Regions from separate parts of the Mus musculus genome. Here region 2 is linked to region 1. A link is a contact called in public HiChIP or PLAC-seq data. All regions are on one chromosome and are shown on one strand. The core of a region is the stretch at or near the end of the contact, and the rest is flanking DNA. Distances in the headings are between cores, read along the strand shown. Region 1 overlaps Lima1 (LIM domain and actin binding 1). Region 2 overlaps Atf1 (activating transcription factor 1).

What was found. HiChIP or PLAC-seq counts read pairs in DNA pulled down with a chosen protein or histone mark.
Region 2: an H3K27ac HiChIP or PLAC-seq map of embryonic stem cells shows a contact between it and region 1, with 4 times the contacts expected there. The contact joins two enhancer-like sites. A contact is called at or near these places in 1 of 484 Hi-C or Micro-C datasets (pancreatic cancer cells) and 1 of 115 datasets of contacts at active chromatin or transcription factors (embryonic stem cells).

Annotation. Positions count from the first base shown.
Region 1 is chr15:99,838,451-99,841,739 of GRCm38.p6, forward strand. The region is part of intron 2 of Lima1 (LIM domain and actin binding 1); the gene reads right to left. Among named protein-coding and RNA genes, the nearest start is that of Gm17057, 22 kb to the left of the region's middle. Within about 2 kb of position 1,736, at least 56 of the 459 cell types and tissues checked have an H3K27ac peak or open chromatin away from gene starts, as enhancers often do. A contact at or near this core is called in embryonic stem cells, where this site is marked.
Region 2 is chr15:100,247,408-100,250,696 of GRCm38.p6, forward strand. All of the region lies in intron 3 of Atf1 (activating transcription factor 1), which reads left to right. Among named protein-coding and RNA genes, the nearest start is that of Atf1, 21 kb to the left of the region's middle. Within about 2 kb of position 1,489, at least 25 of the 459 cell types and tissues checked have an H3K27ac peak or open chromatin away from gene starts, as enhancers often do. A contact at or near this core is called in embryonic stem cells, where this site is marked.

The DNA.
Region 1 (3,289 bases), core at 486-2,985:
AAGTGACCAACACACTCTCAATGGGAAACAGCAAAACAAAACTGAAGCTGGGGGCTGGAGAGATGGCTCAGGGGTTAAGAGCACTGGCTGCTCTTCCAAAGGTCCTGAGTTCAATTTCCAGCAACCACACGGTAGCTTACAACCATTAGTAATGGGATCTGATGCTCTCCTCTGGCATGCGTGTACATGATGATAGAGCACTCATATACATAAAAATTCATAGAATGTGGGGGCTGGAGAGATGGCTCAGTGGTTAAGGACACTGACTGCTCTTCCAGAGGTCCTGAGTTCAATTTCCAGCATCTACGTGGTGGCTCACAGCCATCCCTAATGGGGTCTGATGCCCTCTTCTGGTGTGTCTGAAGACAGCTACAGTGTACTCACATACATAAAATAAATAAATAAATAAATCTGAGAGAGAGAGAGAGAGAGAATGATGCTATGATCTCTGATGGGAGTCGATACTGGAGATGCAGCAGGGCTGCCACTGTGTCTCCTGGCCCTAGAGCATTTTAGGCACACGTGCAGAAAGAGCAGGCTTAGGCAGCCACTACACAGACACATGACTCAAGTCATGAGAAAGCCAAGCCTAGTAAACCGATCGCAGGTGGGGATGAGGAGGGTGAAAAGGTCGGGGGTGAGGCAGCTTCTCTACAGAACAGGGGATTCTCAGGCCCGTTAATCATATCCCCCCGACTGTCTCGTATTCCTTTGCTTTCTTCCAGGTCCTGGTAGCCCCTCCACGCCCACCCCACCAGCTTTCACTCAAAAGCCCCATTAATCGTCTCCATGCTACCAATCTCTCACTGTGCCAATAAAGCTTTCCTGCTGCTGCCAGAAGCATCTTAGGAAAGCACAGGTCTCATCTTGTCAGTCTCCCTGCAGGGAAACTTCCCACGGCATCTTGCTGTTAACCCAACTAAAACCCCAGCCAGCACAGTTGGAGCTGACCATCTGGCCTAACTGACCTGTGTGGGCCCTATCCCTCCATCACGCAGGGTCTCCATGCCTTTCCTTGTTCCCTTCGCTCTACGCTCAACTCTCATTTCACAAACCAACCTCCTCTATCGATCTCCCCGAGGATAAAAAAACAAAACACTTAGGTCAAGAGGTAGAGGCAGGAGTTCAAGGTTATCCTCAGTAAGTAGCAAGTTCAAGGCCAGTCTGAGCTGGAAGAGTTTGTTTAAACAAAACAAAAGAAAGACCCCTGAGACAGCTGGGTTCCACTGCAGACACACAAAAGAGGAGTCTTTAGGAAGGCCTGGGAAACCCACAGAAGATGGTTTAAAAACATGTGCAAGGGAACTGGGGGTTGTAGCTCAGTGGTCGGATGCTTGCCTGGAATACACGAGCTTCCGGGGCTCAACCCCGAGGACTTAAAGAAAACGGACAAGAGCCGGGCAGAGTGTAGTACCTTAGCTTCTGTTGAGCAGAGATGGGAAACTGGATATCTGGGTATTCAGTCTTGTTACATAATGAGGTCTAAGACCCTGTCTCCAAAAAAAAAAAAAAAAAAAAATTCAAAATATCTTTGACATTCCTCCCACCAGAAGGTGGAGCCAAATTCCACCCCCTTCTCCAGAATAGGAGCCAGCCTTCTGATTCACATCTGAGGATAAGGCCACTAAAAAGTGTATGGCTTCCAAGACCAAGGTCAGGAGCAAGCATAGAGCTTCTGGCTCCTCCCCTTTTGCACGCCCTCCTCTCCAGACTTTTGCCTTTGGAACCCAGCCACCAAGCCAAACAGTCACATGGACTGGCCATGTGGAGGTGCTCCAGCCCTGACTCCAGCCTGTGAGCCGCCCTGGCTGATGCTAACTTGAGAAGAGACAAGCCCAAATCAGTTACAAACCAAACACTGTCATTCACTGCGAGTCATAACTCTCAGTCTTAGAGATTTAGTGAGGCTGGGCATGATAGGCCAACCTGCACTGTTGAGGAAAGCCCTACCTAGAGGGATGAGGTACTGGCTGGTCTGGAATTCTTTTTATTTTTAAATTTATTTTATTTTATATGTATGGGTGTTTTTGTCTACATATGTCTGTGGATGATGTGTGTGCCTGGTGTTGGCAGAGGTCAATACAGACAATTGTGAACTGCCATGTGGGTGTTGGGATTTGAACTCACATCCTCTGGAAGAGCAGCTGGTGTTCTTAACAATTGAGGTGTCTCCCTAGCCCCTGTTCTGGAATTCTTCATGTAAACCAGACTGGCCTTGGCCTTGCAGTGATCCTCCTGTCCTAGCCTCCCAGGTGCTGGGATTGTAGGTGTGTACCATTATACTCTCTATAAGCTGTTCAGATTGGCCTTAAACACACTTTGTGCCTTGGCAGACCATGAAGTTGGAATTCTCCTGCCTCAGACTCCCAAATACTTGGAACTATACATCTCTGACACTAGGCCATGAATTTTGGGTTTTGTGATGGGTCTTGCTATATTGTAGCTGGTCTTTGCTACTTTGTGAGTTCTTCTTCTTCCAGCCCTTTATCCCCTACTCCTTATCACTAAATAGGAGAGAAAGGATAGAGGAGAAAGAGAGAGACAGAGAGAGAGAGAGAGAGAGAGAGAGAGAGAGAGAGAGATCCCTGAATCTATCTTTCTTTTTGTTTCTTCTTTGAGCAGGGCTACTAACAAACTGTAACAACCCCCCCTCCCCCCAACATACAACTCAGCCTGCCTTTCTTTTTTTCTTTCTTTCTTTTTTTCTTTCTTTCTTTCTTTCTTTCTTTCTTTCTTTCTTTCTTTCTTTTTTTGTTTTTTTTTTTTTGTTTTTTTTTGTTTTTCGAGACAGGGTTTCTCTGTGTAGCCCTGGCTGTCCTGGAACTCACTCTGTAAAACTCAGAAATCCGCCTGACTCTGCCTCCCGAGTGCTGGGATTAAAGACGTGCGCCACCAGGCCCAGCTTCGGCCTGCCTTTCTAGACCCTGACATTTATATACTCTCTGAATTCCAAATGTCACACAATCGCAGAAAGTATCATCTACAGCTGGTAAAACCACCACTCTGCTAGAGCATGAGGCAAATCACAGTCAGCTGCTCTAGGCAGTCCAAGCAGCCCTACATCCTCACACCTGGCATCAAAATGAAACATATTCTTACAATATCTTTGTGTTTTTTTAGAGAAACCAAAACTCCAGAATTGTCACTAAACTATATAGCTAACATTGGCCTGGACATAGTGATCCTTCTGCCTCAGCCTCCTGAGTGTGGGAGTGTAGGCACGTGCTACCATATATGTAAGACTTTAAAAAAAAAAAAAAAAAAAAACAGAACCGGGACACTATATCAT
Region 2 (3,289 bases), core at 239-2,738, 410 kb after region 1:
GTCCTTAAGATATTCCTGTCCAAAATGACCCTAACTCTTTTCCTACGTCCAACCCGGAAGTCCCGCCTTCTCACCCAGTGATTGATTCCTTTATTCATTAGGGAATGGTTCACTAGGAGTCACCTGAGTCTGACTCATTCTTCAGTCCAGACAGACAGCCCCGCTAGGAAAGTAGAATTAACAGAAAAATCCAACAGCACAAAGTAGCAAAAACCCCAGCCGCAGAAGTCTGTCAGTTAAAGACGATATGGAGCTAGGTACTCGGAATTTTGATTGAATCAACAGTGGACAGGTGTGTTGTTATCTTTGTGTAGTTTTGAAAGGGTTTGTTTTCTATAGTTTTGATTGTGTGCATGTGTTAGGGTGTGTGCATGAGTACAGTGCCCACAGAGGCTGGAAGAGGCTTACATGCCCTGGAGCTGGTGCTTATGAGTTGCCCGACAAGGGCACTGAAAAACAAACGCAGGTCCTCTGCAAAAGTGATCTTAACCACTGGGCCATCCCTAGGCTGCAATAACTGCCATCTTTAATGCCATTTTAAATAGGAAAGATTGATTTGGTTCCATTTGACTGGTTTGGCTCCATTGGTTTTGTGCCTGTGTAAAGTCTATGTTCATCGGGAGCGTGTTGTAGGATGAGACCCTCATAGTACACAACATAGCAAAGGGGCTGCATCCTAGCGCTCTGCCTACGGGCCTTCCCCAGTTCCTTCATTCCCTGCTCTGGGCTCCAAAGCACAAGTTTACAATGGAACCTGATGTAATTAACACACGGTGCTTCAGAGGATATCACCCTTTTGTTTTAACAAATCAACAATTGTGTGTGGGGAACCCTAAAGAATTCAACTGAAAGCTAAAAAAGCTAAAAGAAATAATGTATTAGCAGACAGCAACAGATGTAGTATAAGCTCCCTAAAGAACCCAGATCATGAAATTAGCAGGGACTCTATGTCTGGTTTAAATCAGGAAAGATACAGAGACCCTACCACTGGAACAGAAGACTGGGAGGACTTTGAAAATGAACAAACCTAGAAAGATAGGTAGGTCCTTTACAACAGTTTAGATGTGATTGAAGAATGGGGGAATCAGAGAATCCAAGTAAACTACCCAGGATGAGCACAAAGGTAAATAGGAGGAAGGAGAGGATGGGAGGCGTGCGTCTATGCGTCTACATGAGCTACATCTTGTCCACTGGCCAGCACACTAGGCGGCTGTTGCTGAGCTAGCTGTGCTCCCAGCCCAGATAAGTGTTAGATTTTAAAAAGCTTCCAAAAGTGAGAAAGTATTTAGAAAGGAATGACTGTTAAGCTAACAACAGATGTTTTGAACAGTACCATTAGACATTAATGGACTGAGATCTACCTTTCAGCCTAGAATTCTGTACTTAGGAATGTACCCCAGTTGTGGTTTGAATATGCATGGCCCTGGGAGCTACACTATTAGCATGTGTGGCCTTGTTTGTGTAGGTGTGGCCTTGATGGAGGAAGTCTGTCACTGTGGGATGGGCTTTGAGACCTTCCTCTTAGCTTCCTGGAAGTCAGTCTTCCAGCTACCTTCGGAACAAGGGCTCTTAGCCCCTCTAGAGCCATAATAATGGATTAAATTTCTGTACCTGTAAAGCCAACCCCAATTTAATGTTGTTCTTACAAGAGTTGCCTTGGTCATGGTGTCTTCACGACAGCGAAACCCTAACTAGGATACCAGTGGTTAATGTCATTACTAAGACTTGCCTAGCATGTGCAAGACCTGGGGTTTGGTGTCCCTGTGCTTCCCCAAAAGATGAGTGTTTACTTGTTACTGTCGGCTTCTTACAACAATAACAACGACTCATTTGGTGGCTTGATAACAAAATAGGGAACTGGGGACATATGTCAACGTAGAGCATTTATCTGTATGTACCAAGGCCCTGGGTTTGATCCCCAGTGCCACAGAAGGGAAAGAAATAAGAGAACCTAGCACAGGGAATGACAGCACCCAAGTGTAGGACAGGAGTTAATCTGAAGTAGTATGTTGTACCATTACCATCTATTGATTCCTGGTATGAAGCGAGCGCATAGATATTCTATGTTCTGATGTTTATACTCTGAGTGTTTAATAGTTTGACATTGAGAATGGAATGAGCACTGCATTCTGGGATATGGCATGCATGTGACTGTCAGAGGACACCTGCAGGCTGACGGTTCTCCATTAACCATGTGGATTCCTGGTTTAGACTCCAGTCGTCAGGCTTGGCAACCCGGGCCATCCAGCCACCCTGGCCTTGAACTCTGAGAAGTGTGGCTTCTCTTCCATGATGGCTATAGTATTGGAAGTTGGAAAGGCCCTTTGTTCTTTGAGTGAAAGACCCTTGAGAACAGCCATCTTTCCTGCCGAGGAAGGACACTTTATAGCTGTCCAAGGGCCTTGCACCTCCGGAGGTGCTCCGGTCTGTTCCTCTTCAGTGTGTGACTGACATAAAATGTAGCTAGCCTCAAGAATATCATAATGATAAGCGCTAAACAAAAGGACTCCCCAACCCCCAAGGCTTAACGGTATGGCTTGGGGCTCTATAGATACCTGTGCTACTTATTTTTGGTTTTTTGAAACAGGGTTTCACTGTGTATCTCTGATTGGCATGGAACTTCACAGATCCGCCTGTCTCTGCCTCTGGGATTAAGGGTGTGCACCACCAAGTGCAGGTTGATTATTGTAAACATCTCAAACAGTCAACAGATACTAAACTCCATGTCCCAATGTTATGTGTGTTTGTGGTCTCTCTTTCTATACAAAAACAAGCAAAAAAAGGAAGTTATGTGGAGGTTGTGTGCACGCCTTTAATGTCAGAGAGAGAGATCCATGAGCGGCCTGTTCTGAGTGGAGTGCAGTTGATACACAGTGGGTCTCCCTTTCCCAGCATTGCTGCACAGAGCGTCATGGTTGGGAGTCTGTCCTCTTCCCCTTCTGAGTTGAGATTTTTGCTGGTTTGGATTGTGCTGGTCTTGTGCACACTGTCGCCATTCGTTCATGTGAGCATCGGTCCTGCTGTGTCTGAAGACAGTTTCCATGGAGTTACACTACCTCCTCCTCCTCTTCCATGGGTCTCTGGGCTTTGAGGAGAGGGGTTTGATGACGTCCCATTTAGGGCTGAGTGCTTAAGTTTTACAAAGTCTCTGCACACTGTCTCGAAGCTGTGGGTCTCTGAGAATCCCCGCCTCATGTGGAAAGCAGCTTCTACAGTGAAGGTTGAGGGATGCACTGATCTGAGTCTAGCCTACTGTGCCCATGGAGGCCCTGGAGAGATTGGTTCTGCA